Regions from separate parts of the Bicyclus anynana genome. Here region 1 is linked to region 2. A link is a contact called in public Hi-C data. All regions are on one chromosome and are shown on one strand. Each heading gives the region's core, a stretch centred on a gene start, on an enhancer-like site or on the middle of the called end of the contact. The rest is flanking DNA. Distances are from core to core; before and after follow the strand shown. Region 1 overlaps LOC112051193 (protein outspread). Region 2 holds the start of LOC112051193 (protein outspread).

Region 1 (5,994 bases), core at 1,512-4,011, 67 kb before region 2:
CCCGTATTCCCACCCAAGCCTTTCGGGAAGAGATTTTTTTTTTAATATTTTATTGAAATAATTTTACAAATTATTATTACTCTCTATTTTAACGCCAAACTTTACAAGTAGTTTATTGGCCCACTGACCCTGACCCCAATGCATTAAGATAATTTTCCTATTATAAAAGACTAGCGGACGCCCGCGACTTCGTCCGCGTAAATTTCGATGTCAACTTTACTACTACCCCTAACCCTACCCTACCCAACCCCTACATCTACCCTACCCCTACCCTACCCTAACCCTACCTCCACCGTAGGGTGGAGGTAGGGTTAGGGTAGGGGTAGCCCTACCCTACCCCAAACCTACCGCTACCTTACCTACACCCTACCCCCATCCTACCCCTACCCCCATCCTACCCCTACCCTCTCCGTACCCTATCCCTTTCCTACCTCCATCCCACCCGTATCCCTATCTCACGCCTATCCTACCCCTACTCTACCACTTCCCTATCCTACCCGTACCCTACCACTACCCTAAATCCGGCCCTAAACCTACACTACCCCTACGCTTCCCTACCCGTACCCTACCCTACCCTGTAACTTCTCTATCTTACTCCTACCCTTAGCAAAATCGGTCCAGTCCTTCGAGAGTCATGGTGGTATGACCAAGAGAAATAGAGACTTCTATGCTAATAATATAAAGAGGTAAAGTTCGTGTGGTTGTAGGAGGTAATCTCTGGATCTACTGGACCGATTTGGAAAATTGTTTTACCAATAGAAAGCTACGTTATTTGCGAGTTTCATAGGCTATGTTTGATCCCCATATTCACACGGGAACGGGAACTACATAAATGAAAGCGCCGGGCGTCATATAGCGGAATTTCTGCGTCTTTTAGAAATTTTGTATTATCTCCGAAACTATTTAAGTAATTAACATAAGTAAAGGGCAAATCTTATCTCCATAATATCCTTGTGATTATTAAATAATTTATTTTAATAAGGATTAAAGTTTAGTTGTATAAATAATGACGTAAACCTAAGTATATAAAATTAATAATTTTTAAAACACAAAAGGTACTATATCTGCTAATATATAGAAGATAGATATATGGTGTCGCAGATTTTTTTGTAGATCTTTTAAAGATACATAAAGTCTCCCATACATTAATTTAAATTTTACACAATAGTTAAGGCAGCGCATGCGAATAAGTCTGTTTAAGAGGATTTTCAGTCCGACCTGTATGACAAAAACTGTGATAACTCGGCTAATATATATGATATCAATATAAAATATAGCCTATAGCACTCCCCGATAATGTAGCATTCTACTGGTGAAAGAATTTTTAAAATCGGACCAGTAGTTCCGAAGATTACCCCATTTTAAAAATGTGACAAACTTACAAACTTACAAACTTTACCTCTTTATAATATTAGTATAGATGTTTCCCTACTGTGAGGTAACTAAACTTTGGTGTACAGAGGCTCATTTTAAGGCGCTATAAGGCCGCCTCCCGTACTACGAGCTCGGCAAGGGTAACCCGACACCGCTGTGACGCGGAAGTCGACTTTTTGTCGAAGGTATCATAACGTACTCACAGCCTTTAATTAATATCGATTACGCGCTTTACATCGCGAGATGCCGTCGTAATCATACTGCAATGGTCATCTTTAAGATTCGTTTGTTGGTAAACTTAAGTATTATAGTATTAATAAGGTACCTACTCGTAATAGAAATGGCGTGTTCCATGTCTAAAATATATAGAGATCAGTGTCGCTTATGGATACTTCGATCTAGATTCTAGACCATTGATTCATAAAGTGGTCCAGGTTGACTCCCAGGTGTCCACGGAGGGGACTACGTTGGCGTGAGAAAAAAATGGGGTTTCACAACTCGTAACCGGGGGTCCATGAAATGTTATCTAGTTTCATACCGAATGAAGGGTTTTCTAAAAAAAACAAGTGAGGAATTATAGGTTCCTTGTGCTGTAAGTAAATTTTAAAAAAGTGTTGTGGATGAAATGATTTTTTTGATTGGCCAACTTTTATACACCTACTCACATCACAATCAATGTTTATTTGATGTCAATTTGGTTGGAACTCATCCGCAACGCATCTCACAGTTTTACACATTACTTTGTACATTACACGAATTTAGGAAAATGGCAGAAACATAACTGCAAGTTGTCCGGAACCAGCTAGATTATTATTATACAACACACTCATGTCCTGGAACTTATTAGCCTCGACCTCGACGTCGACTACGTTTTTTCTTACGTACACGTAGTATTAAAAACCTCCTATACCTATGTAATGCATACTAAGTTCCTAAGCATAGAGACAGTTTCCTGGACATCTACCATTCACAATGAGATTCTACAACGGTTAACCTTTATAAGTGTTAAAATTGTACGTGTAAATGGCCCTTAACAAAGCAAGCGGGACTTTGTGATGTTGAAAACACGTCTACAATGTTTTCCGGTTGTGAATGCTTTTAACCTTTTCGGCGTACGGTTGCTGTCAGTTCTTATTATCATTTTCATGATTAATTACCTCTGCGAGCATTAATTTCTTGATGACATTGAACTTTAGCGACCTATTACGAGAATACGTGTTGAAAAGTTTGATGTACCGTGCAAATGGAATTATGCGAATATGTTGACAGAGAGCTTTTTATAGTGTGCGAAAAATAAGTTTGCCCAAAACTAATAAATAGTGCCGCCATCTGGTCATGTATCCCTGTCTATCTCTTGGCGGGTAAAAGAGATCACTAAAGCTGGCAACATCATTGCCGCGCCGGTCGCGCGCAGGCTTATCTTGCGCGCACTCTACCGGGGATTTGAGAGACCGCGGAATGTCAGAGACAAGTTCTAGGGCTAGAGCGGTGAGGATGAACGTCTCTAAACGCGTCATAAGTGAGACTCAGCCCCTGCATTCTGTAAAGTTACAGCGACATCGCTCGTTTCCATGGCAATTTTATTTTATTTTTGGCATTCTATAGAAATAAAAACAAAACTTGCTATAGGCGAAACATCGACGAGCATAAAATAGCGGAATCACACCCCTTAAGGGTCGTTTGGATTCGTAGGCTAAGTAAGATCAGTCCTTTAATCTTTGGAGGAGAAAGGAGAATATTGATCACACATTGGCTAATTATACTTAACAAGTGCCATACTCGTATTTGGATAATAAATCACTCTAAGATAAATAAAAATTACAGCACAATCTGAAATAAATTCAAGCAAAGCCGAGCGCAAATGCTACTAAATATAGTCGGTTTTTTGTAAGTCTTCAATTAATGAGGTTACAACCTGATTTATTGAAGACGAATGGCATCGGCCAGTAAACAACAAAAAGAAGCCAATCGGAATACCGGTTTGGTGATATATGATAATATATTATATCCTAATAATTAAAAAAACCGTTTGTATGTGTTTGGGTCGGAATGATGGACGAGGTTACTAACTAGTGCTTAACCGTACACCGATGGAGAAGGAAAGCCAAACTAGTTAATCGGAACTGTATGGTTCAATTTCCAAAGATTAAAAAGAAAATAGAAATATTCTCGACTTTTGAAACCCATGAACCAGGATTGGAACAGCAACTGAGAGTCTAGTGTCTGGTATGACGTAACACACTTTGCAAAGCTTGCACAATATTTGTGTCTACCAAGTAGTACCGTTTGAATGATTGTGATATTGCAGGCACATAAGACTTAAAGGTGTAAAGCCTCGTGTTCCTGAGGTAAATACGATGCATGTATTTACCGAGTTCGTTATCAATTCACATTCGGCTCACTGATTAGCTCGAGTCTCCTCTCAGAATGAGAGGGTTAAGGCCAATAGTCCACCACGCTGGCCCAATGCGGATTAGCAGATTTCACACACGCAGAGAATTAAGAAAATTCTCTGGTATGCAGGTTTCCTCACGATGTTTTTCCTTCACCGTTTGAGACACGTGATATTTAATTTCTTAAAATCCACACAACCGAAAATAGGAGGCATGCCCCGCACCGGATTTGGAACCTACACTCTCCGAATTCGGAGGCAGAGGTCATATCCACTAGGCTATCACGGCTCTTTTTTACCGAGTGGCTATGCGATATGTTCGTCTGGTATATACAATTTTACACTTAAAATCAGCTTGTTGTGAGTTCATTGTGTAAAAAACATAGTCAAAATTGAAGTGGAACAGACAAGGCATCGTATCGAAATGCTAAATAAGTAGCGGCATGTTCTTGCCTAACAAATCCAAAACGAAAAATTGACCCAACCCAAAAATAAAATCACAAACTGACCGACCCCTGTTGTAAATCGAACCTAAGGTTTAAAACATACCAAATAACGCGAAGGTCATTCAAGTGTAACGACAATATACTTAGTTCTAAGTCACATGCCTGCGGTAGAACCACCTTTTTCTTTTTACAACACAAACTGTTTTACCATTTAATCCATTCCGTTTGAAATTTTTAAATGCGTATTCTTATAAAAAAAGCTTTGATTAAACCCAAAATACCATCGCGAATTCCTTAACGGTTTCGGCGCCGAGATAAATATAAACATTTCTATCGGAAACCTGTCGCGACGGCGGAAAAAAATGACCCACATATTAAACACAAATAGAAGGAATTTTACACGAACCATCATAAAATTTTCACAGACTAAAGAAACGACACAGACGGAGCATTGTAGACCAAAACTCGCATAAAGTTGTTTACTTGTACACTTAGTTAAAATATAAGTACCTACATACCTTTGTAATACCACAGAATAAAAATAAAAATAATAATAATAAGATCCTTTATTCAGCTAAAAAAAAACAAATTAAAAAATCAAGAAGAAATTACAAACTAATACTAACAGAGCTTACAAACTACTTAAATATGCCTACTTAAATTACAAAGTTCCTCTGTATGTACTTAGTATAATAATATAATAAAGAAATTCAGCTGAAAGGGGCGCTGCCTCAGCTCGATACAACAGTTGAGAGCTGTAGTGCTGATTTTCAGGCATGACCCCAGGGTGAGCTCACGGAAAAAAAATGTTATTATCATTGATATAAACGTACCTATTCGAAGTCTACATTTAAGAGTTCAAATAGTTAATACTTAATACTTGAATAGTTAATACTAGAAAAACGAACTTTTACAACTAGGTAAAACGTTCATTTATAGTAAACACTTTATGTTTAGGATAACATGAAAATGTTCGAACCTTTGACAAAGTGGATTAAGAGGAGGTGCTGGTAAAGTCTGAAAATATCTTGAAGCATGAAAATGATATCAAATTTAAGGCAATTTAGCTTAAATGCCTAAAATGGTTCCTTAACTATTTTTTTATCTTTCTTCTTAGTCTTTGCAATTGGTATGGACCGTTAGATGCGGCTATTGTAGGCGGCGACTTCAATGGTTTAGGGCAAATGAGCGATCGATGTCTAGCGATAAAGTAGGTAATGAAGTTAGGTAAAGTCTGCTGATTGCAGCTAACGGCGCATTATCCAGTTAATGACTTAACTTGGAAGATTATCTTTAACTTGCTAAAAGTTTCATCAAAGTAATGACTACGTACATACATACTTCCTCGTTTTCGATACGCATCACTGCGATGAGGAATTTCCTTCTCTCAAATCCTATCTATCTATGACGTACCTCTAAGGAAGATAGTATCCTTTCGGAATTCAAACTATCCGTTACGATAATTATAACACTAAAATCGCCACACCAATAGTTACGTACCTACTTATAATAATTGATGATGATGAAGGAGAAAATGAAAGAAAAGACATGAACATGGATAACGTTTTAGGAGTAACAGTTAAGGTAAAGAAAACTCTTATTGTTTTTTCAAAACAAGTTTTTTTAGTAAGACAAGCACCTAGTTACCACATTCGCGTCGAGTCAAAGCCTTGTTTTTATGATGGCAATAAAAATTCCTAAACTTCACCGTTCCGTTAATTTTTTAATATCACAGTGAAAATAACAATTTGCATAGTGAAAAAGCCCACGATTCTTTTGAAT
Region 2 (6,076 bases), core at 2,633-5,132:
ACAGTAGGTAGATGACATTGCCAAGTTGACATTGTGATATTTGTTAACAATGGGCTTTACGGAATACAAAAAATATATACGGTCGAATTGAGAAACCTCCTCCTTTTTTTGAACTCGGTTAAAAATGCGATTGGTAGATATAGATTTGATTATTATATTAGGTAGCTCTAAGAAGAAGAAGAAGAGGCATCTCTCATACCTATGTCAAAGTTAGTGAATTGACCAGCTGGTCCAATAGTGGGATATTTAGAGAGGCAGATGAGTGCAAGGTAAAAACCCTACTTAGAAAAAAGATAATTGGAACCCGCAACATGCACATTGTACAATGCGGAATGAAGTTTATCAGTTGACGTTGTAAATAACGAGACCGCATTGAACAGAATGTGCTGGAATGACGACCCCGCACTAGTAAGCGCAGTTGGTCGACCCCCCACCAGGTAGACTGACGAAATTAAGCGAGTCGCAGGGATTTCTGGATGCAGGTGGCTAAGTATCGTGATGTTTGGAAATCCCTACAAAAGTGCAAAAAGTGCAAAAAAGTGCAAATCCCTGCAGTGGACGTCCATCGACTGATATGATGATGATGATGATGATTTCAACAGAATGTGAATGACTTTGAAAATCGCTTCAAAATTCGTTCAGTAGTTTCGGAATCGTGACAAACATACTAACACAATCGTAAATTACGCAACTATGTAAATATCCAAGAATTTTATTAACAAACCCAAACCGGTTACCAGTTTTAGATATTATGTATGTACATACATTAACTGATTAACTACTCTAAGATAATTGCGCTAATTTCACTAAAATTACAATAATAAGTAGGTGTCCAAAACGTAAGAAGTAGCCGACGGAATACGTTTGTACAAGTGTCTTTCGGCGCCATGTTCACACGAGAAGTAACAGAAAATTGTAATCGAAATTATTTAACGGCTTACGTATGTACCTACTTCTGCTGTTTGGATCAATAAACATCACCATTCATTATCATAAAAATCTTAACAACAAAGCAATAGAATTAACGTGTGTGCAAAAAATTAGTCGCTTAGGTGACGTAGGTTTACTTCATCATCATCATCATCATCATTCACCCATATTCGGCTCACTGCTGATCACACTCTGACCTCCCAGAATGAGAGTTAGGCCAAATAGTTCACCAAGCTGGCCCGAAGCGGATTGACAGACTTTACACATGCAGAGAATTAAGAAAATTTTCAGGCTCCTCACGATGTTTTTCCTTTGAATTTCTTAAAATGCACATAACTGAGGTGCATGCCTCGGAAAGGATTCGACCCTCCGGAATCGGAGGAAGAGGTCATATCCACTGTGCTATCACGATCTAATTACTTCTCCAAAATTCTACTACCTAAATTAATTTATGAAGGTAAATGCCGTCAGAATAGGGATGAATGGCACGGGCCTCTTCTCTTATAGGAGAAAAGTTTTGGATACACCTTGCCCTAATGCGTATTGACGAGCACACACGCCTCGTTTTTTTTCGTCGGGGGTAAAAACAAACGACAGTCAATGAAGGAATGAAGGTCAGTGCACACCGGCGCGCGGTCCCGTTGCGTGCGCGGGCAGGATGCGATGTCGTCTATTTTTGTATCCCACTGTAGAATTACGCATCCGAGGTGCTTGTTTACCTCTGTACTTCAGAATTGTTTCAAACTACATGTGAAAAAAGGGCGGTGATAGCCAACAGAAAGGGTAAAACAGTAAAACTTCAGTTCCAGATTTAAGTGATTGATCCTAAGAACGCATCTTTAAATTTTCGGAGTAATATGATTTTTATGTAGTTAATAGCTTCAATCGTGAAGAAAAAACGTCGTCAGAGAGGAGGCCCACACGCAGGTTATGTGTAGGCCTCCTCCACCACGCAACCACGCTACACCAATGCGACTTGGCGGGCATAGAATTAAATTGACTCTGTAACTTTGCTGTAACTATAATAGTGACCGTTAAAGAATGCTTAACGAGATCACCGTGGCACGGTGGTGTAATACCACCGATTTCCCAATTCCAGGCTGTTACTGAAAATATCTAGGAAGAGATACAAAATATATTTCGATACCCGCATTCATACAATTTTGTTCCGAAATACCTTACTAACTCGACCTATTTCAACAGTCTTGTACTAACCGAATTGCTCAGCAAATGTACGAAACCTCAGAAACGAGGTTATGAAACGAATTTAATGTCTTATTATAATGTAGGTACCTAGGCCTTAAATAACAAGTCTAGACTTATTCGCAGACACGTTCCAGCTACAAACGGGACATTCAGCTGTCTGTTCATAGCTTAAAATGCCTACCTAAGGGTCATAAAATCAGTAATGACTTAGGTTATGATCGAACGGCCTATAGGAGGATGGTCAGAAGGCCAGGTCGATAACAGGATAGCTAGCCGACCTATCAAACGATTAGTTAAATGTCAAGAAAGCGATGTTTGTGATAGACGAGCGGATAACAAATAAAATGCGGGTATCTCGTAAATTAATGGACTTTTTGCTGTCTGCCGGTATATCAGCATTGTCGTCTTTTAAAACTATTTGACTTTAGATAGGTAAGGTGTTTAGAAAATAGTTTGCAATACAAAGGTCAGTCAAGTATGCAATTTCGTTATTTTAAGATTGAGAGAGAGATCACGAGTAAAAGTTCTTTCAAAAGTCAAGAGCTTTTCTTTCTACATGAAATATTCATCAGATTCTTAGCCCGGATTTAGGCAGTGATTTCTACCCTGTGCCTCGAAGAGCATGTTTTCCGCGTTAGTAACATCGTTACAATGAATCATTAATAATAATAAAAAACCTTCCCACCTACAATACATGATATAAGAAGGATCTAATATTTTTTGTTTTCTTCTATGAATGAATTCAATAGCGCGCAATGCGTATGTAGACCTACCCACACATGTCTATCATAATCATAATCTCACACACCGCAAAATTATTGGGACTATTTTGTTTATTATCGAGATGTATTAAGTTTCCTTAATCAAACTTAAAAAATTACAATAATATTGATTTTTTTAGTCATTATCAAATGACGTAAAATAATAGTTTCAAAGGCTCACATTAAAAACGAGGGTAGTTTATCAAAAAGTGTTTCTTACGGCATTACATTTTTTAAAGCGGTAAACTGTTACGAATTACGCTATATATATACAATTGAACTAGATGAAATTAACTAGGCTGTTTCTTTGAAGCATCAACATTGTCTTTTTTTTAACTTGATGACGACTGATGTCCGTTAGATCAACATTCAACACCTGAAGTAGACGGTACACACACATACGCAACGTACACCTACACGCGAACCATGTTCCAACTTCAAATGTTATGTAGTGATGGACGTTTTTTGCCTAATATAAACTTACCCGATTGGATTCCAAAGCCTCAGCACTATGTTCCTCCTTCTGCCGGAAGCAATTAGTGCATTTGCTCTTGTTGAAGATGTTTGGTGCAAATTTCCTGCAATCCGATCGCCCAGACATGGTTGTCAGAGGTCAGGGTCAATTCAACGTTCACTATGTCACCGTAAACAGCATCGTGGTATAGTAAAACACTCACACCAGACGAGTATTCGCCTTATTTTTATACACGTATAGTTTATCACGCACCCACCGGTGAGTGAGCTATCAGGGAAATCACTAAGTGAACTGTGAAGCGATCAAGTGAACGCTAGTCAAAATCAAAAACACAAACACAACACTATCTCCTCCGGTAACCGAATACCGGAGAAGTCGAACTATCGCGTAAACAATATTCGTATTCACGTCAAAATAAACATCGATTTTATAACGAACACGCGTTACAAGCGAGCGCACGGCACGACCGCCCGTCCATTTTACATCTGATAGAAAACCAAGCACAGCCAACCAACACAGTGTTGTTTTACAACTTCTCTTTTCTTGTTATGCGTCCGTAACGAATTCGTCGATGTAGTGGTGCGTTTGATGTGTGCGTCTAAACTTACCTCTCTTTCTATCGATACAGACCGTATTGCGTTCCATCTCTTTCATGCAATTCATTAATATTTTGAAGACTATGCTGCCATCTCTTGTAAAAACGTCTCATGGTTAGGTTGTAGTGTTGGCACGGTAGGTTTTATCACTTCACTGTTGAAGCGTTTCGATGTTACTGCACTAGATGTCGCTATACTTTATTAATTTTAAATTATCAATTTTTATCGGTCTAACTTGTTTGGAGGAGGTTAATATCCACAGTCCTTTCCAAAAATTATTGAGCTAGTACATAGATCAAATGATATTGTACAGCATTGTACATGTACATTGTACAGGTAGGGATCTATAATATTACTACCGGACCCGGTCAAGCTTCGCTTTGATTTTTGTGCACTTCTTCCTTTCCCCTACCCTACCCCTACCTTACTCCTACCCTACTCCTACCCTACTCCTACACTACCCCTACCTTACCCCTACCCTACCCTACTCCGACCCTACCATATTCCTACACTATCCGTATCCTTCTCTTACCCTACCGGAATTTACCCCTACCCCTGTAGGGCCTTAGACATTAATAATCAGAAAAAAATAATGGATCACGTTAAAAAGCTGGATAAAGTCAACCGTTCATATTGTCATGAATATCATAATAGATACTAATAGTCTAATTTTATAACAGGTAAACATCCCAATGACGCGAAGGATTTACCAACTTATATTGCTAAATAATATTTTGTAGTTTTACCTTCTCACGTACACAATAAAATATCACAGACTTATAATTTCCTTAACTATATATTATGTGGATGTAAGGGTGAGTATGTTTTATAAAGTGGAAAGAACCAGAAATAATGGTGATAATATCACAAATTATCATGTATTTTTAGATGATTTTTTAAGAAAGATTACAATAAGGAACTTAAGCTAACTTATCCTAATAACTATACAAATCATGCCCACGTGGAATGGTGGCAAGAATACTGGCTGCATTTCCGCGCTGGACAGCCAGGCTGATCCTTTGCGCAAAAAATGAGCTCTTCTATCACCAGTCGAAACAACTAGCCGCGGTGAAACGATACGGTAAGATTTTTTGGCACTACGACTCCATGGTCCAAGTTCCTTATAATCTTTCTCAATAAAAAAAAAATACCAATTTCCATGTCAACTGGTAAGAAGGTTAAGCTAAATCTATGAGTCAACTAACTAAAGGTATTTGTTATCTGTGATTTAAAAATTTGACATGTGTCGCGTGACGGTGGTATCAAATCAAGATGTCAAATGTCAACTTATTAACCAACTTCTTTTCATTTTCAATTGTATATTTGACACAGTGGTCAGTGACAGACGTCAGTAGGCGGTTATTTGATTCATACACGCCCGTAATTCGTCTCAGTTTTACCGCTGTGTAATTTAAAACTATCAGGAAAATAAATCACTATTAAAGCCCTCCTGCGCGCAACAAATTTCCAGTTTAGTGCAAACACACGTGAGGGTTAGGACTCTGGAGACCTTGTTATTGCTGTGTAGAGGATTTCCCATCCGGTAACAATGTGAGAGTCTATGCATAAATCGTTCCCATTTAAAAACAGAAACCTATAAAATAATTCGAAGATTCCCAAAGCCTGTACACCCAAAACCTTTGCCTGTTAATACTCTTTTTATTTCAAATATATAAGTATTTTTTTAATTCATAATTATTTACATTTTTGTTATTTATTCTTAAAGTATTCATTATTTATTTTTAATATATCTTATTGTTTAAGAAGTATGGAAGACCTCAGTTTTGTACCAGAACTCCCGAGTGGGCCTCTAGATGTGTACAGAAATAATGCTTCATTTAACTGGAAGCGTCTTAAATTGGCCCTTGAAGGAGACTTTGATTTGCTGAAACTTAAGGTAAGTTGTTCTATCATATATATGTTTTGGCTTTCAGTTATTTAAGCTGCAAGGCATTTACTATCATTTAATTTATTCATTACTTTATTAAATTAAATTAATATTTTTCTAAAAATAATATTGGGCATATTTTTTATACTATATGAATAATATGCTCTAAGATTACAAGTTAAGGCTATGTTAAAATGTTTTTCAAACAGTAACAGTTCAT

The links. A called contact is a pair of places that touch in the nucleus more often than the background predicts.
Region 1: a contact with region 2 is called in a Hi-C map of whole body, with 2.5 times the contacts expected there. The contact joins the enhancer-like site here to the promoter of LOC112051193 in region 2. A contact is called at or near these places in 2 of 2 Hi-C or Micro-C datasets (whole body and whole larva).

Annotation. Positions count from the first base shown.
Region 1 is chr5:16,985,823-16,991,816 of ilBicAnyn1.1, reverse strand. The region is part of intron 1 of LOC112051193 (protein outspread); the gene reads right to left. Among protein-coding and RNA genes, the nearest start is that of LOC112051193, 67 kb to the right of the region's middle. Within about 2 kb of position 2,761, at least 7 of the 8 cell types and tissues checked have open chromatin away from gene starts, as enhancers often do.
Region 2 is chr5:16,919,712-16,925,787 of ilBicAnyn1.1, reverse strand. It overlaps LOC112051193 (protein outspread), which reads right to left and starts at 3,882. Exons shown (of 16, transcript XM_052881731.1): 1 at 3,382-3,882. The coding sequence starts at 3,498. It overlaps LOC112044046 (peroxisomal acyl-coenzyme A oxidase 3), which reads left to right and starts at 5,302. Exons shown (of 13, transcript XM_024079787.2): 1 at 5,302-5,519; 2 at 5,733-5,865. The coding sequence starts at 5,737.